3 separate regions of the Triticum aestivum genome follow, and regions 1 and 3 are each linked to region 2. A link is a contact called in public Hi-C data. All regions are on one chromosome and are shown on one strand. Each heading gives the region's core, a stretch centred on a gene start, on an enhancer-like site or on the middle of the called end of the contact. The rest is flanking DNA. Distances are from core to core; before and after follow the strand shown. Region 1 holds the start of LOC123122902. Region 2 holds the start of LOC123122879 (CBS domain-containing protein CBSX5). Region 3 holds the start of LOC123122861 (mediator of RNA polymerase II transcription subunit 16).

Region 1 (3,204 bases), core at 432-2,931, 140 kb after region 2:
ACTCTCTAATTTATATTGTATATGTGGTAATTCTTATTTTTACGTGCATAGAGAATTTGTCCTTTTAAGTGATATTGTTTTTATGAAAAGATCTCGTGCCTATGCTTTCAAGATGTGATGTAAAATTCCAAACAATGTGTTTTTTGTAATTTAACATTGAACTATACAATGATAGATATATGTGAGCTTAAAAATGTGCTTCTAATATGTTCGATTCAGTATTTACTAACATTTCTTAAAAAAACGAACATGTTTTTCTATAGTTTCTTCCACATCAATCAACAATACTGAAGGCACGAAAACATTTAATTTTCTAATAGCCTACCCCAACTTGTTTGGGACAAAAGGCTTAGTAGGTAGTAGTAGTAGTAGTAGTAGTAGTAGTAGTAGTAGTAGTAAGTATACTTGAAAAAACATAAATGTATTTGTTTTCATGTTATTCGAACGTGCTCTGCACATGCACAGTTACCGGCGTTGAGATGGGACGGAGTCCAAAAACTAGAGAGCAAGAGATGGAATCAAGGTCGGTGTTTAAGGGAGCATTCCAATAATACACCTTCTGAACTGAATTGTTTGAGGATGTTTTTTCAACATCAGATTATCGGCTTTTCCATCCTTCAGTTCAACGCTGCAATGCAGCTATTTTGCATATTTTGTATAAAATACCAGGAAGGCAAGAAAATCTAACATTACTTTTATCAGATACACATGTCAAATATCCTTGCTTCAACACAACGGACTGCAGTTCTCTTTCTCTGATAAATCTTATTACTTGCATTCCCCTAGTACTTATCCAGAGTTTTGAGTTGCAGGAGCAGCCATATGTAACAATAACTAGTTATTTTATATCTTGGCACATCCTGGACAGCTAATTACGATTAAGTCTAGCTTTATTTGTTTTCTTGAAATCACAGCTCAAATATTTCTGCAGAATTTGAAGCACACAAATACATGACATGACAACACACCTGCAAATAATTTAAAGAGCAAAGATGTGTGGATGAAAACGATATACAGTGTCCACCTTGATTTTGCTGATCAGACGGCTTCATTTACGCCAGCCTTCCTTCCCATTTTTATTGCTCCCACTGCATACAAAGAGTGAAAAAGGATAGTACGATCAAGTCGACTTTAACATCTTGGCCTTTTCTGCCTAAATATTAACATTTGTACATCACTAGAGTTGCACTCCACTTTCCCCCAAACAATCCTGCTATGTTCTTTCTAATCAAGTCAACTTCCAATCAATTTACTAGTCTAGGTTTTCGTATAAGTACAGTATTGCTACCTTTTGGCTGCAACTATTCAAGAATTACTCCTGCAGCTCAACGAGGCAGTAAGCTGGCCTGAAAGCTGAGGCGAGCGGCAGCCCTGGAAGCAAGCGCCGCTGTACGGCCTCCCCATCCTCTCGCGGGCCACGGATAGTAAGGTCTGCTCCTTCCCGCTGCTCGGCAAGAAGAGCGTGAATCCGGCCGGATCTAAGTCGGCCGCAACGGTTCAGCCCAGATCCATGGATCCTTCCCGCCTTCCCGACGAAAGAGAGGAGCGGGAGAACGCGTCGGTGGCTTGGAGCCGTGGAGCGGGAGGGGCGGCAGTGGGAAGGCACTTAGGGCGTGTTCGGTAACCCTCTCCAGCCTCAAACTCCTCAACTCCTCAGCCAATATCCAACGGCCAGCTTCTCGTTGAAAATCTCGGAGCTAACCATCCGTTCGGCACATCAGCTTCTAGTTTGGCAAGCACAGGTGTCATACACATTAGCACAAACCACCTCAATAAACAAAACAAGATTACAATCAGACCCCCTGATCATCCTGCATCACTCGTCAGGATGGAGGTGAAGACCAGCATGCCGGCACTACCCCATCACCGTGGACGGCCACACGGAAGCCGAAGCTGCAGATGGACGGCGAGCGACCGATGGGGAGGACAGTGAGGTCATCGGGGCTCAGGGATGGGAGCGCCGGCCATTGCTCCCGCATCCTCGGCAGCTCCTGGCGGATTGAAACGGCGGCAGTGGAGGACGATGGAGACGGCGGGGCGGGCGGCCAGCGGGGCGGACGGCGAGCTGGGAGGGCGGCGGCCGGCTACGTGGGTCGATGGGCTCGGCGGCCTGTGTGAGAGGAACGAGAGAAGGAGATCGTAGGGATAGAGCAATCGTGCGGGATGGGATCGAATCGGTACGCACGCCGTTCACTTGGCGGTGGTAGTTGCTAGTAATTTTGGTCAAACTCCCGCTCCTTCGATTCCTGGGAGCTCGCCTTTTCCAACTCCACGACTCCTCCAGTTTTACACTACACAAATAGCCAGCTTCTCACTCTCATAACCAAGATTTAAACCGTTCGGCTGAACTCCTCATTTGGAGTTGAGGAGTTAAGAAGCTGGAGGGCTATCGAACACGCCCTTAGGATGTGTTTGGTTTAAGAACGTAGTAGAATAGAATGTCATGGTTCCATGGGTTGGTTCCATTCCTGTGTTTGGCAGGGACAATTGAGTGGAATGGAATGATTATATTTGAGTGTTTGGTTGAAGAGATGGAATCGGATGGATTTAATTCAGCTCATCTAATATGAACAGTTGTAGCTATATTCTCAGCGACATTTTTGACTAAATATTTACACTGAGTTGAATTTTGACATCAAACAAACAACACATACAAAAATAAAAAAACATCAAGTGGCATGCCTATGCCGCCTTCACAGCAAGCTGCTGGATCAATCGAATTGGATGTAATCGGATCGATGTGAGCAAGCTTAGCCCATGCCGGCTTCACAACAAGCTGCTGGATCAATCGATCTTTGAGCTAGCTTTCAACATACATCTGTCTCCTCTGGATGAATCGATTCAGTGCCTTCACCAACAGGCGAGGGACTCCCACCGACGGCGCCAGGTACGAGACGGGATGATGTCGAGCATGGGCATCGGGAGGAAGGTCAACAGTCCCGTCGCCGGCTTGCTAGCCTTCGAGCCTGACGACCCCGAGGATCCGCACAAGGCTTGACACCAGATCCACGCCGGGATGGCCGATGCGTTGCTTGCCTCCCACTCAGTTGCTCGCCTCCTCCTGCCATTCGTGTCCTCTACCGCTGCTAGCTCGCCCCACCGCTCCCATGCTCCTAGACCGCCGCCACTGCTCCGCTCCCATGGCAGCAGCGCAGACGCAGATCGAGAAAGGGGAGAGCGGCTGTGGAGAGTATCTTCCTCATA
Region 2 (3,023 bases), core at 420-2,919:
AGCTCTTGCTATTCTTGTGGATTTTGCTCTCCTCGACATTATTCTATAAGTGGAGTTTTTGTTGTGACTCCATAAAGAAAATAGACGTGTTTTTGTGCGAAGTAAAAATTGACGGCATTTACACACAAACCTCTATATTGCCTTTTGTTGAATTTTCATTTTACTTATATTTCGGCATGCCATGAGCATTACACATGGCGTCATGTTTTCCAAAGAGGGACTGGAGATGGACCAACTTTGACGATGTAATTTATACCGCTAACTCTAAATAACGTATTGCATATCGTTGTCTCTAAGAATAGGCATCCGGATTTCTAGGTTAGCAAGCAAGTCTGAACAAAACGGGCATGCACAAAATGGTAGAGTCGACAACAGAATTGTGGCATATGATGTGGGGCAACCACATTGATATCACGTTCCGTTTTGCCAAGATAGGAGAAATAGGTACGGTCTCATAAATCAGATGAACCACCTCTTGGTGGAATTGTGGACTTTAATGATCATTCACACACCAAACTTCAAAATGAAATGATCAAATTTACATACATGACACACATTTATCTCATTCAATGGCACGTGCACAGGATATTGTCATTGATCCAATTGGCGTTTGTGGGGTTGATGGTGTGTTCATGATCGTGTATATGTGGTGCTCCACATCGGTGAGATTATAGATTTGCATGTTCTTTGTAATCATCGTGTAAAAAAACTCTTGATCCAAAATCTCAAATTTCACATACAAACTATTCTGCGCATACTAGATCCAAAGCATGAGATTCACATACGTGTTGTGGATTAAAAAGAAAAGATGCTGCAGTGAATAGCATAAAGAAGTCAATGCTGTATGAATAGCATTGCTCAATACTACCTCCGTCACACAATATAAGAGGTTTATTACAAAAACGTCCTACATTATGGCTTACTGCCGACATCCCAAAAAACTGTTTTAGATGTGTTATCTAGACATATTTTAGTGTTAGGTATATTCGTATCAAGATAAATGTAAGACAAGCTTTTTGGCTTTTCGGGACGGATGACATTTTGAATAGTTTAATAAAGACTACATATAAACTAAAATGAGTGAACAAACATTTTAAAACATGTCTATATACACCGACTCGAAAAAAAAGCCAGGACATCTCAAAAATAGGAACGGGAAAGTACTAAATACCGTATTGTTTAGAGGAGATCGTTATGTAGATCGGATCTGAACCAAAGATACTGTAAAAAAGCATCATATGACCCAAAGACAAACCCAGAAAATCTTGAACTTGTGCTCTTTTGACTCGGAGAAGCCCGGTAGATTCGCCGGCTACGGGAGCACTACTGCACTGCATATGTTCTGGAATCTGGGCAAGATGCACCACACTGCATATCTTCTGGAATCAAGCCCAGGTCTCCTCGGCTCGGCTCAAACTCAAGCTAGGTTCTACTAAATCGGAGCCGAGCCGAATACAGCTCATCCACACCATGACACCACCGCATAAACCACGGCTACAGTCAAACCAACCACGCGCAGCTCCGACCCTTATCACTTCCCGGTGGGCCCGACACACGCCCGACCCCACACGTCATACGCGCGCAGCTGCCGCAAGACGCGTACCGTCGTCCCCCGCTCCGCCAAAGCCTATATATACTCCCTCCCCACCCGCCTGCCGTGGTTGAAAATCCAGATCCCCCTCTCGCCTCTCGTCCTCCCCCCGGCCTCTCTCTCCTCGTCCTCCCGTCGGAAAAATTTCCCCTTCCCACACCGCGTGAGGGTTTCGTCCTCGAAACCGGCCCAGGGTCCGCCCGCGAGTGCATGGCAGTGAGCCTCCTGGCCAATGACGTGTCGGACCTCTGCATCGGCAAGCCGGCCGTGAGGTCGCTCCCGCTCTCCGCGGCCGCCGGCGACCTCGCCGCCACGGTCCGCAAGGGGCCCCGCGCCGCCGCCGCCGCCTGCATCGCCGTCGGCCCGGCGCGCGGCGCCGTGGTGGGACGCGCCGGCCTCGCCGACGTCCTCTGCCTCCTCTGCTCCTCCCCCGACGCGCTCGCGCGCCCCGCCGCCGCGCTCGACCGGCCCGTCTCCGCGCTCCTGCCCAAGGACGGCGCCGGCGAGGTCCGCCGCGTAGATCCCCGTTCCAGGTACTCCTTCAGCCCTTCCCCTCTTGTTGGCCCCGCTAGGTTAATTTACTGTAATTTCGTTATTTTTTCCGTTGAAACGTACGCTTCTTTGGTCTTTGCGGACACCTGTTCAAGATTGGAGTTTTGCTAAAGGTCTAGGTGGGGGCAAAGCAAAGATACAAGACGACGCGTTTCAAGTCAAGATCTAATTGAAAAGCTTTTGCGAGGGAAGATCATAATTTTGTTGGAAAAAATATGAGTAATATTTTGATGTTGGAGATATGCCATGTTCCTCTCCCCATTGGAGTAGTAAAATAAAAAAAGTTTCAGGAGGAACATATAGGTGCATAATCTGACGATTCTTATCGAATTACGTGGCGAATTTGGCATAGGATTGGAATATGCGTGGCGATTCGAACGAGTGGCTAGTACTAGTATCTGATAAAGAAAAAAGGGGGAAACTCGTGTCAAATCGTCCGACGCATCTGGGACGATCTTGTGGCGCCGATCCTCGTGTCTTCCTGTGCCGATGGCGACACTCCCCAATCCCCATGTCTCCTTGCGAGTAGTCGACAGGCTCGGTCGCTTCCACGGAGATTTTTCTTGCCCTACATGTGGTTCAGAAATTGTGCTTTCTGATCGAATCCTGAACAAAAAAACACAGCGTCTTTTTTAAGGATCTTTGATGTCCGTGGCATCGGAATATGCTTGCCTTTTTCTTTTTTGCGTTAGATCTGAGAAGTTTGTCTTGCCCTTCTCTAATAAATCATGAATTCGATTTTGTTCAGTTTTGCTGATGCATGTGACTGATCCTTCCTGCAGTGTCTTGGAAGCTCTTGATGAGATCTTGAGCGGCGCGCAGGTGCTCGCCGTCCCGCTGCGCTCGGGCGGCCGCAAGAAGCAGCTGGGCGGCGTCGCTG
Region 3 (3,400 bases), core at 554-3,053, 220 kb before region 2:
GTTTACCTGCTCTAACATTGAAAACAGAACATTCTGTTGGTCTCTCTGGATTCAGTATGTGTATAGGAATCCAAAATGGTGGACTTGAATTAGAGCTGCAAAAAATCCAGTACATTACTTTGTAGGAAAGAATACCCCTAACCAAAAAAAAGGCAAATGAACAATTCGCTGAAATAATAATAAATAATTTGTGAAGCGCCTCTAGAATAAAATGGCGCTATTAATGCTGCCACCTAAAATTCCTTTGTCTGAAAATGAAATTCCGGTGCGATAACAAGTGAGGAACAAAGTAAACTTCAGGGAACAGATAGACAAATATCTGACCTTGGAATCCGCGCACAAGTCTCTGATGCACATGCAATTGCGTTCAGTTTCCCACACCAAGCAACAGCGCTGCAATTGAAAGACCACCAAGACGGGGAAAAGATATAATTTAGAAGTTTCAGTTAACCATGCGACAAATTGGACTAGGCGCGCTATCCTAGCACATTTAGACAGATATGTCAATAAGGAAAATGTGCATGGAACTAGAGCTTTAAAAATATGAAGCTTAAAGCTGGTATATGGTAATCCACATTTCGGGTCAAACCAATTAAAGATCGCACTCATTGTTCCTGAAACCATGAAGAACCACGCAGAATTGTAAAGGTTTAGCATACCGACTGTCTACGGAAGTTATTACCAAGACATGGGAATAAATGTACACTCCAACAAGAAAGACACTCCAAATTTTTTTTACCAAATTTAACTAAGCAGTTCCACTTCCAGCCTAGTGTGGTGGTATCACCACCTGGCAATTTCAGGATCACTAGAACATCCAGTAGAACATCACGAGATCTGTTCATGGATCATCCAGATACATACGCGGCTTTCCTGAAGTGGTTTTCATCATATTTTTACTGAATTTTCTCTGTCTTAGGAAGAGTGGATTGACCTCACTAAAATTGTCAACTGTAAGTCTGTAAATAGTGTTTAGCCCTTTTCCAAACGAGATCATAGCATTTTAGGAGGTCGCGAAACAACGCAAACCCAATTCATCCACTACCTAATGTCTCTGCAATGAACACAGCTACACATTTTCCCTCGTCACGAAACAATAACAGGGTTAATGGTAGTAGCTTTTAGGTTCAGCGGAGAATGACGCAAGTTCAAGGAGGCAGTGGGCGAGTCAAGCGGCCACACCTGAAGTTCCTGCACAGCTCGGGCACGCGCATCTTGTACTTGAGGCTTGCAGGGGGCTGCTTGAGGCGGATCCGGAACACGGTCGCCGGTGACGAGGCCAGCTGCGCTCCTCCGGCCGCTCCACTGCCACCTCCGCCCTCCACATCCCCAGCCCCACCTCCACCTCCACCAGCGCCGCCGTCAACCTCCATCGCGTCGCCCGCTACACCCGCCTCCACCGCCTCGCCACCGGCCCCGGCCCCACCATCCACCCCCGCTCCGCCACCAGCGACGACCCCGTCCTGGCTCTGCTGCTGCTGGTCCTTGTGCGGCGGCGACGACGCTGCGACCGCGTTTCCGCTCGCGGGAGCGGCGTTGGCTGCGGGGTTTGGGGGCGGTGTGGGGACGGGGTTAGGGTTTGGGGCGGGGGACGAAGAGGTCATAAGGACGGAGAGGGATGGGACGGGGGAAGGGGAGGAAAAAGGGGGGCGCGAGCGCGGGGGTGCTTAGGTCATTTGAAGCGACCGGCCGTCGCTGTCGCTGGGGAAGCCGGGTGGCGAGAGGACGAGATGAGGAGGGGAGTTGGCTCTGCTCGGTGCGCCGGCGTCGCTTTCAGGTGGGTGGATGAGGAGCTGGAGGGGGGGAAGGGAGATGCGGGGGGAGGGGACGGGACGGCTATATTGGTTTGGCTCTGCGATCGCGGAGTCTGTGAGGAAACGCTGACTCGCAGGGCTTTCGCGCTTGGCTTCGCAGCATCTACAACCCGACCCACACCGCCGGTGTCCGGACAGAAAATTGTAACCCAACCGGACGACTCATTTCCGACCCAAACGCCTAGACTGATATAAGAGGTGTTTGTTTTCAAGGACTTTTTGATGTAGGACTATAAAAAGTCCCTAGCAAACCAAACAGGGTGGGACTTTTTTGGGACTTTTTGCTAAAAGTCCTTGGAAGCACCTCCTTGAAAGTCTTTTTCAAAAAGTCCCAGTGACTAGAAAAAGTCCTAGGACTAGAGAAACAAACACCACCATATTGTTTTTGGCTCTGCAGTCCTGGATCAAGAAGGAAACATGGACTTTTTGGACCCCACGCACACAGATCACGGCCCAACGCGCATGAGTAATAAACGGACAAATGTCCGTTTTTTGTCGGTCGCCGATCCATTTATAGTCCAAATTGCGTCGAAACAGACAGCACGCGGACGAACGGGACGTGTGTCCTTGTCCTTTCGTTATATCCCGTAGCAACGCACGGAAAATCATCTAGTTGTAGAAGTTTGATAGCAAACAAAACCTCTTCATTAACTGGACAAGGGTGTCCCTGTTTAATAACGCGATAGTTTCTATGACCCTTAGGGAAGTGGCCCGCGTGGGCGCACGCTACACATGGACCAACAAACAGTTAACGCCGGTGCGGTCGGTGCTGGACCAGGTTTTCATGTCCGCGGAGTGAGAAATATTATTCCCCATGTGCTCCCTTCAGGCGGAAACGAGGATTGGTTCGGATCACATTCCCTTAATCCTGTCCTCGGGGGAGGACAGGTTAAAGCGTAGTCCTCGTTTCTACTTTGAAACGGCGTGGTTCGAGGTCCCGGATTTTGAGCAAATCTTCCTCTCCAAATGGGAGGCATGTGTAGCTCAGATCGGACAAACGCGTAGGCCTATGGAGTTTTGGATTGCCGCAGGGGCGGGAATGCGTGCAGCGCTCAAAGGCTGGGGGGCCAACCAAGGCCGTGAGGATAAACTGCCCGTATGGACGCGGTTGCGGATGCGCTGGGCTTCTCGGAACTTGAATGGGCTCGGCGCTATGCGGTTGAAGCCCAAGTTGAGTCTCTCCTTGGGGCGGAGGAGTAGTACTCGCATAGACGCGGGGGCATCAAGTGGACGCTCAAGGGAGACGCGAACACTAAGTATTTCCACGCGTACGTTAACGGTAGACGTCGTAAGTGCGCCATCCTGTGTCTGCAATCCGAGCAGGGACTCTTTTTGCGCCAACAGGACATCGTCCGCCACATTTACGATTTCTATATCCAGCTGATGGGCTCCAGGGAGGAGTCACGTGCCCGACTGCGGGCGGATGTTTGGGACCCTGCGCTGCGGGTCACGGACGAGGAGAATGAGGGCCTGGGGCTGGCCTTCCTCTCCCAGGAGATTGATGCGGCGGCTCTTGGGATGAAATCGGACACCGCACCGGGTCCAGATGGGTGGCCGGTGGTGTCGTGGTTCTAAGTCTGACAGTA

Evidence for each region. A called contact is a pair of places that touch in the nucleus more often than the background predicts.
Region 1: a contact with region 2 is called in a Hi-C map of root, with 8 times the contacts expected there. The contact joins the promoter of LOC123122902 here to the promoter of LOC123122879 in region 2. A contact is called at or near these places in 2 of 5 Hi-C or Micro-C datasets (leaf and root).
Region 3: a contact with region 2 is called in a Hi-C map of leaf, with 5 times the contacts expected there. The contact joins the promoter of LOC123122861 here to the promoter of LOC123122879 in region 2. A contact is called at or near these places in 2 of 5 Hi-C or Micro-C datasets (both in leaf).

Annotation. Positions count from the first base shown.
Region 1 is chr1B:340,906,983-340,910,186 of IWGSC CS RefSeq v2.1, forward strand. It overlaps LOC123122902, which reads right to left and starts at 1,682. Exons shown (of 5, transcript XM_044543280.1): 1 at 1,289-1,682; 2 at 1,025-1,088. The coding sequence starts at 1,052.
Region 2 is chr1B:340,769,618-340,772,640 of IWGSC CS RefSeq v2.1, forward strand. It overlaps LOC123122879 (CBS domain-containing protein CBSX5), which reads left to right and starts at 1,670. Exons shown (of 2, transcript XM_044543254.1): 1 at 1,670-2,124; 2 at 2,926-3,023. The coding sequence starts at 1,802.
Region 3 is chr1B:340,544,912-340,548,311 of IWGSC CS RefSeq v2.1, forward strand. LOC123122861 (mediator of RNA polymerase II transcription subunit 16) reads right to left here and starts at 1,804. Exons shown (of 16, transcript XM_044543234.1): 1 at 1,183-1,804; 2 at 325-393; 3 at 7-95. The coding sequence starts at 1,604.